2 separate regions of the Oryctolagus cuniculus genome follow, and region 1 is linked to region 2. Evidence: chromatin contacts called from public Hi-C data. All regions are on one chromosome and are shown on one strand. The core of a region is the stretch at or near the end of the contact, and the rest is flanking DNA. Distances in the headings are between cores, read along the strand shown. Region 1 holds the start of ALDH1A2 (aldehyde dehydrogenase 1 family member A2). Region 2 has its middle 180 kb from the start of POLR2M.

Region 1 (5,300 bases), core at 2,682-5,181, 220 kb before region 2:
ATAAATTAAAATGCAAGTGGAACTGTTAGAAAACGTGGGCTGTCATCATGGTTAGTAATAGGAACAGGAAGGCAATTAAGTAGGGCCACCTGAGGCTGGCATAGCTCCTGGACATCAAAGCTTGACATCGACGCTGGCCATTCAGTACTGTGAAAACCAAAGGTGTATCTTCCTTGACAGGCATCTTTGTGCTGCATTCCATTTCCCTCACTGATTTCCAAGGCATAGTTCTCCACTTCACACTTTTGTACCCTTAACTGCAGTGAAAAAGATGCCTAAACTACTATGGTTTCATGCCTAAAAGTCAAACTTCACATAAAGCTAATGCCTTCAAGTTACAAGTTTGCATTTTGTTATTCAGGTGAGGAAATATGAGGCAAGAATTTATTTTTCTCCTCTGCAACTCCAGGATATTGGCTCCACCAGGCCCAATAAATTGTTTTCACAAGGAAATAAATAGAGCATGCTGCAGCTTAGGGTCCCCTGTGCAGGGGGCTTCAAGCAAGATGTATCCTAAACAATAAATAATTACAGAAGGGGGAGAAACATTGTAAGGGTGGGGAAAATGTTTCTTAACCAAATTGGGGAAAAACTTGAAATTCAAAATGTTAGAAATATGAATGTAATTGTGGCAAAGTCTGTCTCCTTAACTGCTGTGAAATGTATGGTGGAAACAGGAGATAATTAAATAATAAAAGACAACGAAGAAGAAAATATGAGAATGTGAGAAGAAATCTTAAGGTAGCCTTACAAGTAACAGCACTGTAAGTCCTATTAATAGGAACCAAGATGCAGACTGCAGAAGGAGTTATAATCTACTACTCTTCTCTGCTAAATCTTTTTTTTTTTTTTTGACAGGCAGAGTTAGACAGTGAGAGAGAGAGACAGAGAGAAAGGTCTTCCTTCCGTTGGTTCACCCCCCAAATGGCTGCTACGGCCAGCGTGCTGCGCCGATCCGAAGCCAGGAGCCAGGTGCTTCCTCCTGGTCTCCCATGCAGGTGCAGGGCCCAAGCACTTGGGCCATCCTCCACTGCCTTCCCGGGCCACAGCAGAGAGCTGGACTGGAAGAGGGGCAACTGGATTCTCTGATAAATCTTGTCTCCACTTTGAATTAAAGAGCTGGGACACAAAGTGGCTTCCATTGTGACCTGAAGATAGGGGAAAATATTTTTCCAGAGGACAATTATATGGAGGAAAAAAAGTCACAGAAATCTATGAACAAAAAAGTTCATAGCAAAAGATCAGGAAAAGGAAAAAAAAACCCAAGAGATCATATTCTATAATCAGAGAGTGTACAGAAGTTACTCCCATTTGTAATGGAAGTAGTCATTGAATGCTGTCTTTTGCTCAAATCTATCAATAAAAGTTCCTATTAAATAGTTCTAATGTACTCTGTGTTGTTTTAGGAACCGAGGAAAGCCCAAGGGAAACAGAAGGCATAGTCTGCTCGGATCACTTTACTGTTGAGCTGGAAAGTCAGTATCTCAGAAAAGGAGCCAGGAGGGTGCAATTCAAACCAGCCTGCCACCTGTCACTGGACCAGACAGACCTCTTAGAGATGGTTAGGTGGGGAACCTTTCCCTACCAAGGGCCATCTGGATATTTATAACATCTTTGGTAGGCCATACAGATTGACCAACTTAAAAACTAGTGTAGTATAGATTTATTGACCTTAGAGTCCCTTGTGCAGTTGGCTTGGCAGGCCAGACCAAGTGATTTTATGGGCCTTCTATGGCCTATGGGCCAGATGCTCCCCACCCCTGGATAAACCAAGAGATGCTCCCTTCTTTGCCTGGTGTAGACAAAAATATCTATTTGCTCCACCTCAATGTGTGACAAAATGCTGATAATTCCATCATTCTTAGATACTGCTGCTTCCTCTGGAGAGATGTTTGAGCCATGGTGATGGAATTGGGGTTAATCAGGCAAGAAGTCGGCAAAGAGCGAACAATTTTATTTTATGCTTTGAGAGGAGTCTAAACCAATGGTTTCTGACTTGTGAGTGTTTTTGACAATGTTCATTGTCAGGCCAGTCTCTGCAGGTTTCCATTTTCTCATCCTTGGAACCTTACGATGGCTCTTCAGTACCTCAGGCAAGCAGATCATTGCAGCCTGAGCGTCACTGCCTTGCATCTTCATTTCCATTCCTCCAATCACAGTTGATAGCCCTTCAAAGTATGCTCACATCTCTATGCCTTCGCTCTTGCGAGCTTTTCTGTCAACTGTGTCCTTGCCTCATCTCATTGAAGCCTCACTGCTCAAAGGTTCAGCTCCAAGGTCAACTTCCCCAGAGAGTTAATGGAGCACCCAAATCATGTTAATGCTCCTACGCACTTTTCCCCCAGAACCTCTGGTAGTCATTGGTCAACCTATTTTTAAGGAGGGATCATGGGCTCATTGATGGCAAGGGCTGTTGGTGTAGTCTGTAAACCAGTCTCTAGCACTAGGCTTGGCACCGAAAAAGTGCTCAAAATACGTTAGAAGAATTGTTCCATATGTATCATGGCTGTTCCTTGCTGGGACCTTCTTTCTCCAACAAAATCTGAAACCTTACTTCTTTATCTCTCAGTTTAACAGTTAACCCTCCAAGGCTTTAATAAATGTATATCACAGCGACATACTTGTATACAGTTGCTAAGCCATACTTTTTGGTTACAGAACTCCTCTCTGAATCAAGATCCCTCAAGCTACCTAAGGTAAAATCTGCAATTTCCCCACAAAAACAACTCACTCATGTCACTTTGGGATCTGAAAACTTGTGTCTCATGTCTATAAACTATATACTAAAAGGAAATATGTCTATTCCTATCATTGCTTAGCGTTCAAAGAGCTACAATTCAGCCGTCATAGCTCCTGAAAGTATCCAAGGCAGGTGTTTTCTGGCTGACATTTAAAATGCGAAGAACAGAATTCTAGGGACCCTGAACATGGTATTAAGATGAGAAACAAGGATCTGCTTGGTAGTTTGGCCCCTCACCATGAAAAAGCTCTTTCCACGTAAAAATAGGGGGTAGGAAGGTGTTCATTGTTAGACTCCAACAGGCTACCAATGGGAATGAGGAAAGGAAGGCACCTACAAAGGTATTTTCATATGGGACCTAGAGTTAGCCCACAGAGCTCAAAGCCTATTCTGGGGTCGGGTCTCTGAGTTTTTGATTTACATCACATGTTGATCCATGAACTAGAAGAGGACTTGGCACAGCGCAGAAACAAATTAGGGGTGTGGAGTTGGAAATTCAACCCCAAAGCTTAGGATCATAGATGTTACGCTAAAAACAAGAGAAAACAAGGTGTGTGTGTGTGAGAGAGAGAGAGAGAGAGAGAAAGACAGACAGACAGACACCAGGAACCCAGGAAACGTGCAACTCTGAGGAGAGGCAAAGGCCTACATCCTCCGGGCCGCCCGCAAGGGTCCCGGCCGGCAGAGGGCAGCAGTCGGGCGGGAGACGGCGGGCGCGGGCCTCGCTGCGCGGACCGGCTCGCGGGGAGCTTCTCTCTGAGGGCGGGGAGAGACCCTCGCACTCAGCGCTGCCTCTCCCCGACCCTCCGGCCGGCCCCGGCGCACCTCGGGCCACCTTGAGAGCACTGGGTGTGGGGAGCAGAGGAGAGCCCGGTGCCACAGCCCCCGGCGCCTCGGGGAGAGAAGGGGAAGTGAGGGTCGGCGCGTCCCGGGACGAGCTGGGAGAGGGTCTCAGCCCCCTAGAGCTGCCCTCGGCGCCCTCAGAGCCTTGGGCTTCCCGCGCCTACAGGGCGCGCCGCTCTCCACCGAGAGGCAGCTCCGATCCCCCTTCAGCCCCGGCCCCGCTCTGCTTCCTGGGTCCACGACCCCCCGGCCGACTTGGACCACGGTGCGCCTCCCGCCGACACTGACCGGGCGGGAGGGAGACCGGTTCCGGGCGGGCCGAGCCGCGCCGGCCGCCGCGCTGCGCTGCGCTGCGTCTCGGCCGTCGAGGGCAGCGGCGGCAGCGCGCCCGTGGGCCGCTCCCTGCGCGCAGAGTGGCGGGAGTGGGCGGACTTGACCGTGGGGCGTCCCGGCCGCGCGGCGCGGGCTTTATGTAAATCGCGGCTGCGCCGGGGCGTCCTAGGTGGGACGGCCCAGCCCCCCGCGCCTCGGCCCTCACGTCCAATAAGAAGAGCCCCAGCTTGACACCTGCCTATATACAGGCGAGCGCATCCCCGGCCCCGCAACGCGCGCACAGCCCGCACAGCCCCACGCCGCGGGCGAGCGACACCTCGGCCCGCCACCATGACTTCCAGTAAGATCGAGATGCCCGGCGAGGTGAAAGCCGACCCTGCCGCACTCATGGCGTCCCTGCACCTCCTGCCGTCGCCCACGCCCAACCTCGAAATCAAGTACACCAAGGTAAGCGGAGGCCGGCGGGCCCGCCGTCTGCGGAGACTTTCTAGAACCTTCTTTGCTCTCCGCGATCTCCTTAGGGGGGCCAAGGCGGCGTGACAGAGCCGGAGGCCGGGGTCGCCCAGGACCCGCCGGCCGACCCCGCGCGGCAGTGGGGCGCCCTGAGTTCCTCCGCGGAGACCCAGGCTCTTGAAGTCTTGGGACGTCTCGGGGACCCCCGGCAACCTGAGGCCGCCGTCAACGGCTCCTGGCCCCGGCCGTCTGTGCGGCTGCTTTCTGGTCCGCGGCTCCTGGCCCCGGCCGTCTGTGCGGCTGCTTTCGGGTCCGCTTCGCCCGGTCCCGACCGCCGCGGGGAAGCAGTCGGAACCCGTTCGGTCGCCCCCACAGCGGGACAAGGGGTCGGGTCCCCGCCAGCTTGGCCCGGCAAACCCGGCGGTCCCTTCTCGGCCCTGCAACCTCTTGAGAGAGCCGCTGGGCTGCTGCTGGCCATCAGGTCCCCGGGCGCCGGGACAGCGCAGAGGCGCTTCCTCGAACGAAAATTGTCAGGGCTCCAGCGCTCCGGCTGGTTTTGACAAATTTCGCGGGAAGCCAGGCTGCTGAGCACGGGGGATCCAATGTCCCAGTATTTCTTGAATTGTGTAGTCTGTGGTAGTTTCCCTGGAAAGCTCGAAAAGCGTGCAGATTTGTGCAAATTGGTGGGTTCGCTTTTGAACGGAAACACTTGATTTTTTAATAACGAACTCTGACATCTTGAATTTGCCAAGTAGCAATTTTTTTGTTGTTGTTGGACCACAAAAAAAAATGCATCCGCTACCTAATGTAAATTGAATTTGCTTTCTTTCTATAAATTAATCATAGATAAAATTTATCGACACACACACACACACACACACACACACACACAGGCTAGGGGATTGTAATGTTAAAACATTTTTGGAAGAGA
Region 2 (5,510 bases), core at 1,520-4,019:
GAGCTGGACTGGAAGAGGAGCAACCGGGACAGAATCCGGCACCCCAACCGGGACTAGAACCCAGGGTGCTGGTGCCGCAGGCAGAGATTAACCAAGTGAGCCGTGGCGCCAGCCACGACCTGATTCTATAGATGAGCTCACTGGGATACCAAGAGGGAAACAGCTTGCCCAGAGAGAGTCCCGGGGCAGGTGCCAGTGGTGTGTGGTCTGCCTCCACAGCCCCTGCTCCTAAACACGAAGCTATGGGTTGGATGGCACTCAAACCCTGTAAGGTATTTTGAGCACCTCTTCTGAAACATGACCACCGTATAAGTCTCACAGGGAGAAGCAGAAAATAAAGCAAGGAAGGTCTACATGTTTACTGTCTGTTCTGAGGAGACTTTGAAATGTCCTGACGTTCCTTTGTCAACTTTGCAAAAGCCTTCCCAGTTTCCTCTTAATCAGTCACTCTTTCATGCAGCAACATTCTCTTGATTAGCCTTAGCGTTAGGGATGTGCGGGAGATTAGACAGGCGCACTCCCACGGTGCTCCTACCTCTCTACTTTCTTCTGTCTTAACTGGCTTGGACTTGCTGTCATTCAAAACTAATTACATAAAGGCTAATTTTCAGAATTGGCAGCTCATAAGTAATTTTAGAAAAGTAAAGTTTCACTCCCTCCCCCTTACACCATCCCAATATTCTATGTCAGGGCTTCATATTACAAAACTGCATGCAAGGGTATCCTTGGTTGTGGTCATAGAAACTCAGGGGAGGCAGGCATCAAAGGAACATAAAGACATTAAATCTCTTTCTCACAGACACACACAACAATTTCCTTTGCGAATGCCAAGAGAAGTACTGTAATGAGCTGGATAATTTGAGTACCAAATTCCTGCCCTTGAAGAAAGCGATGGATGGAACATTTTTGTCTGCAAAACGACCACAAGATCAAATGCCCTAGATAACTCCTCTTCAGTTCCCTTGGTCAGGATGTTTTGCCTTTTGAATTGGAAGCCCGAGTTGAGACAGGGTCCACTGGGCCTGGTTAGCCATTGTGATGAGAGACATCTACGGCGGCTGCTAGCAGCTAAGCAAGGCTCACAGCAGCCGGAAGTTTGGGCCAGTTCTCTGCCTGGAACTCTACTTTCCCAGCATGCTGGAGGCGGGCAGGTTCTGGAAGGTGGACCCACACTGATGAACACATGGAGAGAAACCCCAAAGGCAGTGTCTGTGTCTTACTTTCTACAGGAAAATGGTCTGGCGAGCCACCTGCAACTGGTCCTTGGCTCAGCGTGCTCCTTCCTGATAGGTTAAGACATGGGTGGGCCGACGCCGTGGCTCACTTGGCTGATCCTCTGCCTGCGGCGCCAGCACCCCAGGTTCTAGTCCCGGTTGGGGCACCGGGTACTAGTCCCGGTGGCTCCTCTTCCAGACTAGCTCTCTGCTGTGGCCTGGGAAGGCAGTGGAGGATGGCCCAGGTCCTTCTCTCTCTCTCTGTCTCTCTGTCTCACTGTCTAACTCTGCCTGGCAGAAAAAAAGAAAAGAAAAGAAAAAAAAAAGACATGGGTGATGGTGTGGCAAAGTGCAGTATTTCCAAACTCGCAACTTAGTTGTGGAACTGTTTGTTCCAATGACAACTGACCCTGGAATGGCAGATTTTTGACCTACCTGCCTCTGCTTCCCACACCTGTGTTAGAATTTAACTGATCTCAAAACTCACTCACATAGAGCCCAGGCAATGGTCACAGATACATAATGGTCCAAAATATAACATTCCAGATAGCCAACAAAACCGGTATCTTACAGGCGCCATCAGTAAGGGGGACAGCCACGAGTACGACTCCAGGGTTACTATCCGCCTTGATTTCAGTGCTTCGCAACATGGAAACTCTTCAAAAACCTTCCCCTTCCAGCACACACAGAATCGAATGGGAAAAGAGAGTCCAAGGGCTGGAGCGTTGGCACTGTTCAGAATAGTAAGAGAGGGGCCGGTGCTGTGACAAAGCGGGTGAGGCCGCTTCCTGCAGTGCCGGCATCCCATGTGGGCACCGGTTCTAGTCCCGGCTGCTCCTCTTCCAATCCAACTCTCTGCTTTGGCCTGGGAAAGCAGTAGAAGATGGCCCAAGTGCTTGGGCCCCTGCACCCACGTGGGAGACCCAGAAGAAGCTCCAGACTACCAGTTTCGGATCTGTCCAGTTCCAGCCGTTGCGGCCATTTGGGGAACGAACCCAGCGGATGGAAGGCCTCTCTCTCTATCTCTCTGCCTCTCTGTAGCTCTGCTTTTCAAATGAATAAATAAATATATCTTAAAAAAAAAAAAAAAGAATGGTGGGAGAGATGGCTGCAAGGATGAGCCCAGCCCACATGAATCAATGCTACAGACCATCCGATGCGGCGGGTGATTTCTGGAGCTGGTCCTCTGATCCTGTTCATGGTGGGGTTTTAGATGGTTTATTCACAGAGCACAAGTTTTCTATTACCTGGGGAGCAGGCTCCTGGTAGCTATGTACTGAAGCCCCTCTCCTCCTCCTGCTCTTCCCGGGTTTCCAGGGGACACACAGGCAGGGACGACTGCCGGGTCGCTGTATTTCCTGCAAAACAGACAAAAGATACAAGTTGGCTGGAAGTGAGGATTCCTCAATTCCATGTGTCACTCTGGGATTGTGCCCGTGGATGCAATGGACCAGAGCACAGGGCGCACCCATTGCCTCCCAGGCATATCCTGTTAGGCTGTGCCATGTGGCATCCAGACATTTCACATGGCCGCACCTGTGTGTGGGTGGAGAGCATTATTGCTCATGTCTGGACACTAGCCAGATGTTGACACGAACCTGCTCTTTGTCTCCTCACAGGCTAGCTGAGGGCAGTGGGAAAAGACAACAAGAAAAATGTTATAGAACCTGTCGGTTCTCATCATAGCCTTCACCCCAAAGAGTATCAGATGCATGTGTTTTTACAGGTTGTTTGTCTGTTTTCCCAAATAGTATTGGAAATTCTATTTCACAGTATAATTTTACCCATTCTGATTTTTCCAAACCAGATTTAGCAATCAAATTTCACAGTACATCAGAGGCATAAACAGCCGCAGTGAGCTTTATGCAAAGCATCAACTTTCTAGGGTCCAAATAATGCAGCTCTCCTTGGAGTTCTGTCAGTCTCAGTGGGAAGACAGGTGTCTTTTGCGTCATTTCTGCATTGATACTTAAACAAAAATGACATATGTCAAGGCTTAAGTCTGGCATCAGTGTGAAAGCTAATACTACCAACTTTTATTTCTGAAATAGTTGATGGATTTTATCTAACATCAGTTCACCAAACGGACTTCTTGAGCGTTTGAAATTAGCACCTTTCTTTTCTTCCATATCATCTAGTCAGCACTTTAAAAATAGAGAAAAGAGAGGAAGTACCAAGAGAGACAAGATTAAGTCCTTCACTTTAAATAAACGACGCAGCTTTATTACTTCCCATGGTTGTCTCTGTAATAACCTTGAAAGACCAGAAGCTTTTACGGATTCACATTGTACATGCCATATATTACCACCATGGCCATTTTGGTCTCTCAAATGATTGCAGAAAGATGAGTGTATTGATCGATCTCTTTCCTATTTTCAAATATGTCTAAATGAAAATGAGAAAACGCATCCTTTTAGTTAGGAGTAGATTAATGGAGATATCTCTATTCAGCCAAAGGCAGGGCAATGCTATAAAAGACCAGTGATCACATGGAGTGAGATGGTTATATGACTCCTCTATGGCTCTCAGAGGGTTTATGGTGGCCAGCTTCCCAGACTGGTGTGTGTCTCAGTCCACATCTGGTGGTAGTGAGTTTATTGAGAGTCTGGATTTCGTATGTATAAGGCTTCCATTACCTGTTTTAACTAGGTGTTAACTTGATAAAGAACTTCACTGATAGTTAGGATTGTCTTTTTCTCACTTTTACGAACTGCTAAAAATATTTCCAAGAGTCAAAATATGGGAGGTTTTTTTTTTTTTCTTTCTTTCCTTCCTTTACTTTTTAAATTACAGGGCCAGATTTTCTAGGTTCATGTTTTGCAATCTTCTTCAATTGTAATTAGATGTTTAACATATATTAAAACCCTTTAGCAGAAAGAGCAGAAGGCTTGTAATCATGAACCAAATTCTTTTTTACCATACAAGTTCAATTCCAGTTCCATTTCTGTCCTGAACAAACTGTGTTAACTTAAGCAAATCATTGAACTTGAGACAGGTTCCTTGTTTGTAAAGTTTGGATAATAAAAGTCTGCTCTGTCTCCCAAGATTTTTGAGAGGGTCAAGTGAGGTGATTTATGTGAACACCTTTTATAAAATGTTGCTGATATTACTAGACAGTCTCAAGCAACCCAGCCAAGCATTAGTTATTAATTACTATCTTTAGGGTTACTCTTGATACAAGATAGTCATAAACTAATTCTATTTTGCCATATATTTTACCCTGTAAGTTAATAATTTAGGTATCAGTTCGCTATCTCGTTCATATGATCAAACTCTGGTTCCAAGGCCATGAAATACCAGTTACTCAGTTTGACCACTAGAGGGAGCAAAGCCTTTTCGTTTCCTTTCCCTCAAAACAACAGTATTAATTCAGTTAGAGCCATTGGAATATGCTATGGCACTTTCTGAAGCAATAAGCAAATGTGTAGAACTACAAGTAAGATGTTGGTCCATGGTCTGTGTCTCTTTGGAAAATAGCTAAGAGGACATAAAATCTGTCCTTAGGTAATTAAAACTAAATTAAAAGAAATGCATATATATATATATATATATATATGCTTGTTAGTGCTCATACAAATATTTCCTAATTATGTCCACTGTGGAGACCTAGAAGTAATGACACCTCAAAAGCACCAAGCACACGTAGCACCCAGATGTTGGTTTCTAAATACCATTATCCAGTAAAAGAACCAGGACTCCTTGAAAGAGTTGATTCCAGGGCAGGAGCAGGAAAAATACAAGATGAACTTTAAATATCTTATAATTCCATGAAATATGTAGGACCCTAAAAATGACGCTGACATACTGAAAGAGCACAGGAGCCAACACAGGAAACAACTCCCAGTGGTCAAATCTGGTGCAATCTGAGCAATAAAATACTTGACAACAGTAATAAAGTAAAATAAATAATCCTCAATCCAGCCATATAAATAAATGAGTAAATAAAAAGAAAAGTGGCTCTTCTTGTGGCATAACTCAATTTAAAAATAGAGGAGGATTCACAGAAATAGAAAATCACAGTCCGGCGCCACGGCTCACTAGGCTAATCCTCCGCCTTGCGGCGCCGGCACACCGGGTTCTAGTCCCGGCCAGGGCACCGGATTCTGTCCCGGCTGCCCCTCTTCCAGGCCAGCTCTCTGCTGTGGCCCGGGAGTGCAGTGGAGGATGTCCCAAGTGCTTGGGCCCTGCACCCCATGGGAGACCAGGAGAAGCACCTGGCTCCTGCCTTCGGATCAGCACAGTGCGCTGGCCATGGCGGCCATTGGAGGGTGAACCAACGGCAAAGGAAGACCCTTC

What was found. A called contact is a pair of places that touch in the nucleus more often than the background predicts.
Region 1: a contact with region 2 is called in a Hi-C map of an unstated tissue, with 2.2 times the contacts expected there. The contact joins the promoter of ALDH1A2 here to the enhancer-like site in region 2. A contact is called at or near these places in 3 of 6 Hi-C or Micro-C datasets (ear pinna, psoas muscle and an unstated tissue).

What each region holds. Positions count from the first base shown.
Region 1 is chr12:80,970,689-80,975,988 of mOryCun1.1, reverse strand. It overlaps ALDH1A2 (aldehyde dehydrogenase 1 family member A2), which reads left to right and starts at 3,931. Exons shown (of 13, transcript XM_002717704.5): 1 at 3,931-4,363. The coding sequence starts at 4,247.
Region 2 is chr12:80,748,875-80,754,384 of mOryCun1.1, reverse strand. No RefSeq gene overlaps it. Among named protein-coding and RNA genes, the nearest start is that of POLR2M, 180 kb to the right of the region's middle. Within about 2 kb of position 2,769, at least 1 of the 8 cell types and tissues checked has an H3K27ac peak or open chromatin away from gene starts, as enhancers often do.